2 separate regions of the Bactrocera dorsalis genome follow, and region 1 is linked to region 2. The links are chromatin contacts, called in public Hi-C maps. All regions are on one chromosome and are shown on one strand. The core of a region is the stretch at or near the end of the contact, and the rest is flanking DNA. Distances in the headings are between cores, read along the strand shown.

Evidence for each region. A called contact is a pair of places that touch in the nucleus more often than the background predicts.
Region 1: a contact with region 2 is called in a Hi-C map of whole body, with 4 times the contacts expected there. The contact joins two enhancer-like sites. A contact is called at or near these places in 2 of 2 Hi-C or Micro-C datasets (both in whole body).

The regions. Positions count from the first base shown.
Region 1 is chr2:18,091,644-18,094,343 of ASM2337382v1, forward strand. The region is part of intron 1 of LOC105225733; the gene reads right to left. Among protein-coding and RNA genes, the nearest start is that of LOC105225733, 10 kb to the right of the region's middle. Within about 2 kb of position 1,433, the one cell type or tissue checked has open chromatin away from gene starts, as enhancers often do.
Region 2 is chr2:18,010,597-18,013,296 of ASM2337382v1, forward strand. No RefSeq gene overlaps it. Among protein-coding and RNA genes, the nearest start is that of LOC105225751, 11 kb to the right of the region's middle. Within about 2 kb of position 1,340, the one cell type or tissue checked has open chromatin away from gene starts, as enhancers often do.

The DNA of each region.
Region 1 (2,700 bases), core at 183-2,682, 81 kb after region 2:
GTGAGTAAGATTCACTGAGCACCATTTACTTGGGAGTGGCCGGAAACGATTCTTTTACATATGGCTCAAGCAGCTCACGACTTCCTGCCTTAGACCAAGTATACTCTGGGTAGCTAAAGTGAGAAGGCAAAATATACATCCCTGCTCAATGTTGTGCACTGGTTTAAGACCCGCCACGTAAAAACAAGTCCAATGAAAAGAAAAAAACGGCCTTCTCTGTTTTAAGCTCGGTTATAACCGCGTAAGCGGAATAACGTGGAAACGTTAACAAAAATCTCTGTTTGCAAAGTTGTGGAAAATTTCTTTCCATTGAAAACCGACCAAATTGGTTGTGGAAATGTTAAGCTAATGGAGTTAAATGCTTTAATACAAGAACTTGGAACTTGATATTCAGAGATTGTGACGTTGTCTATGATAATAATTTGTATATGCCAAATTTCGGAAAGGTAATTTCTTAAATAAAAAAAAGTTTTCATTAAAAGTGCTTGATTTTTGATATTTTGTATGCCGGCTATATGTTACAGTGGTCCGATCTGAACCATTTATCTGAGATTGCACAATTAGCCATGCCAAAATTCGTGAACATATCTCGCCAAAAACAAAAATGTGTGACAAATTTCAGATCGAGATTTCATAACATCTACATACACCTCATTTGGCTCATTAGGTGAACGCAGGTGAATATATCAAAAGAAACTAACAATTACAATTTTAAAGACTTTCACAACAATAAGCGCATATCAAGAGCACGAACTCACCTATTTCATTTTTTCTTGATAATGACAATGTTTTAAGCATGACAATAATGAATATATTTACATAATAGTAAATACATTTTACTGCATAGAACCAAAGTTATAACCTATAAACCAAAATGTCACTGAATTATGTTCTTTTATTATTATAGTTAATCTAATCATTTAAGCTTGTTTCTCTTTCACTTTTGAAAAGAAAGAGATCAACAATTTCAAAGAAAATTAAAACCATTTTCAAAAGTCAACGATTTCCTACTGGGTCAAGCGAGCTCCAATGGCAAGTCGTACACCCACAGACTCGCGTCAACAGCAGACCACAAAGTCTACGCGCATAAAAGCAAATTCTGCGTAACGCTTTGACTGCATTCGCATACGAAAAAAAATCGTAAATATCAAGCTACAGAAATGGACCGAAGGCCGTTCAAATTGGAGAAACAGTAAGTGGAGAGAATTATAAAGTAAACAAGATACAAATACAAAACAACAACATACATATGTAAATATGTATGTAGATGAGCGATACAAGTGCCAGTTGTGAAAAAAACAAAAACACAACAACAATAACAAATATGGGGGAGGAGAGCATGCGAGAGTGAAAATGTGTGTTGTCGAAAGGGTGAGCGATGCGTACGAGATGCGTAGCGGGCCAACGAACATGTATGAAGCAACTCGTAAATTTTGTGTGCGTAAAAATAAATATGTGTGTGCGTGTGTGTGTTTTATCTACAATATAGTGCGTATTGTCGGCTGCAGATATTTCCCGCCAAAAAATCACGTTTTCGTGCAACAACAATACGCACTTGCTCTAGTAGCTAGGAGCTAGAGACAAATAAATAGATGCGTAGCAGGTGTAAGCGAAAGCGGCATACTTATATGTATGTATTATAAATAGGTTTATATGTATGTATACAAATATATATATGTATTTATAAATACATGTATGTGTTTGTTACAGTTATTTTTAGCAGCATGTATTTTTGTTTAGTTACAGCAGATTTGGCATTTCATTTCATTTTCAAAGACACAAAAACACTGTATTTTCGCACTTATTACGCAAACCATTAAATGCTGCCTTTACAAAACCGCATCATATGGCAGCACTGTAAACGCAAGCAAAGTGGGGAGTTGTTATATTTTTCAATTTCCGTGCGCACTTCGCTTTTCGCTTTTCTGCTCGCTTTGTTTTGTTGGTCGAAGACTTCAAGCGAACGCAAAACCCGAAGTGCTCACAGATACACACACACACACTTATACGCAACTAGCAGATATGTAGATGTGTGTATGTATGGAAGTTAAGTTGTTGCGCAGTATGTGCTGGGCGACAGACGTGGTGGAGTCTGATGATACCTACACCGCTCACAGTACGACTGGCGGCTATATGTAGTATTGTGGGTGCGGCTACTTCTGCCGCCGTCGCCGTCACCGTCACCAGAGATATAGGCGCTGTGCCATACCTCACTATTGTCTAATAAATGCATGCAACTGCAGAACGATGACGAAAAGTGTACAAAAGCCGAACAAATAACACGATTTAAATCTAATTTGTATATGTATGTATCTTTGTATGTGAATATATGCATAATAACAAAATTGTAGAAATAACAGCAAGAACGAATGAATACACATGAAAAAATCGAGTAAAATATACGCGCATGAACCCATTGCACCGTTTGAATATTTTATGAACGCTCTCCATGCTTATGTTTGCGCTCTCTCGATCGTCGCTCTGCGCTCTGTGTGCGCATCAAAACCGAAATGTTACCTTTATGGCAGCTTGTAGCTTTCTTATTATAAAATCACTTACAGCACAAAGGTGGAAATGTAAAATAAAAGCACAGAAAAATACTTATTATTAAATTTTCGCCGACTAAAAATCACCACAAATTAAATGTCAGCATTGCCATTTTATAAAATATAAAAATAAAAAACCTTTAATTGTAAAAAA
Region 2 (2,700 bases), core at 90-2,589:
TTGTTCTCCAGTTTCGAGAGGGCGGAAGATATTTTGGTTACCGTGAAAGAGTCAGATTGATCGCATCCTCTTGTATCATTCTATTATTCTGTTGTTGTTGAAAATGCTCGTAAATAGTGTGGATAAATTAGAAGTTGGAATATCAGTTTGGGTGACTTGCTTTGTACGAGTCAGAATTGAAGATTTCATTTCTTCAAAGTGTTTCACTGATTCTCACAGAATCTTATTTTGTTAATGCTTAAGCCGACTTTGGTCATAAATCACAAGAAGCCTTTATAGTAGAAGTACATAAGTATCTGTAGATAAATCATGTCCTAGGCTATAGTGGTCACATGAAGGAACGCAAATCCGATGTGTGTAGATTCCAGCATAGGAAAATTCACCAAGCTATCTGGCTGTATCCCAATTGAAAAGCCAACAACCAGATCGATCATGTGATAGAGGGAAGACACGTGTACAGTATTTTAGACGTGCGCAGGCTCCGAGGTCCTAACATCGACTCGACCCAACCACCTCTGTGCACCACCTCCCCGGACCTTTTTTGTTTTCTTGCCTGAAAAGACCGATGACAGGAAAGCATTTTGAGAAGACAGAGTGGATTCAAACAGCATGCACTTCGGCTCTCAAGGCTATTCCGATGAATGCTTTCCGAGGCGGCTTCAATGCTTGGAAATCGCGCTGGCAGCGCTGCACCGACGCAGAAGGAACCTATTTTGAAAATTTTTAAAGAATTCTAACGATTGGTTCAATAAATTTTTTTTAAATCGACTCAGTCCTATTACTTTCCGGACAAACCATGTAGAACATACTTACATAAAATAATCCCTCAATTTTTGGTTTAACCTTTTGAGTAGTTTGGGAATACTAAACTTAATTATAATGGGGAATTTAATTGAATTCTTAATAAAACTAATAATTACAATTACAAACTCATGTGCATACATATAAACATGTCTAAACTATGTATGAATTTATGTATGTATGTATACAGGTTGAACGCTATCGAGTTTTGCTTGTTTGTTGATCACTGCCCGTCGTCGCGGGCAATCAAAACCGTTAAAGCACCTAAATCGCAGCGCTACCGAATGCAACGCACACACAAGTACACAGAGACAAGTCAAATCTGTTTATGGTAATTTTTGTTTTTGCAAAAATCACCGTATGCACGTACAACTGGATTATAAATTTACGAAACACATACACACACACTAATACCTACTTGTATATGCGTATGTATGCATAACAAAAAAGTTTAAGTGCAATCTCCTAATACCGCGACTACTCGCTACACCGTAATCGTCTACGCTCGGGCGCTGTGTTTATTTTGGTCGGTTCAATGACATTTTCTTCTAATCACGTTTTGCCACAACAAATGCAACAACATATATGTACATGTATGCCTGTGTGTATACTAGACAACACAGTGTATGAGCAATATAGGGATAGCAATTGCAACAAAACCAACAACGCATTTGCTATCAAGGCACTACAATTTCAGCAACGCTCGCGTAGAACGCACATATACATATATACACATATAGATTGAAGATATACACACAGACTTACATACTTGCATGCTTAAATGCGCAGGAGTAGGGGAATAACAAAGGCAGAATATGGCAGCGAGAAGGGTGCATGCACCACAGTGTTGTGAGCGTTGAGCGCAGGCACTGCAAGCAGGAGCAGGGAAGCAATGCGGCATTGTTAATCAAGCATAAAAAACGGCTCAACTACAAATGCTTACTATCACCATGGTAGCATGCCACCACCACAATCAACCAGCGCATCAACAGCATCACCATCGTAGCAGAAGCAACGACGTCACAATAGTGATCGTTACAAATTTTTCCTATGCATTTGAGTGCCTACTCGTACGCACATACATATATACATATGTACGTTATAATATATGCATGCGCACTCTCTACATCAATATAAAATATCGGCAGCAACAACAACGCCAATATCGAAACAAATGAAAATAACAACAATGGGTACAGCCATGTCAATTGGCAAGTGGGCACAAGCAGATTAGAGCAGAACTATTGTAATTTGGTGGGGATAAGGATTTTTCTAACTATGACAAAAACAACAATTTTCAAACACTGCGTAATTGTTACTACATACATGTTTGAATATACATATCGTCACCTGAAATGCAAAATAACGTATCATCAAAAAATTCGAAATTGAGTGTCTTATTGATTACGCTGCACCACTTCAAATTACAAAGATAATATTACATATGTTTAACATTTTCAGGTTCTGCACTCAGATATAAACCAGTTTTTAACCAATATTAAATTTTTTTTTCACTCATGTTCCATTTTATTGCGTGTTTCATTCATGCCACTTTACATTTCCGAAAATGTTGTTACGTTATTTTGCATTTCAGGTGACGATATGTACATATGTATGTGTAAGTTATTGTTGGTTTTTTTGTTTAACTGCGATCTCCGCAATCTCTTTAAATTGTTTTGTCAGTTTGGAATTTTTGACTGACGTCTCCAATGTAAAATATAAAACATTTACATATACATATATACATACATAATAGTAATACAGTGTCAGTGACTTAATCTCACTTTTTGACAGCTCTTACATGGATTTATCTGATTTTTTCAAGAAGCTTTTATGAAAATTGGAACTGCGGACAAGTTACATAAACATTAACTCAACTTAGCTCGTTTTCTATTTTGT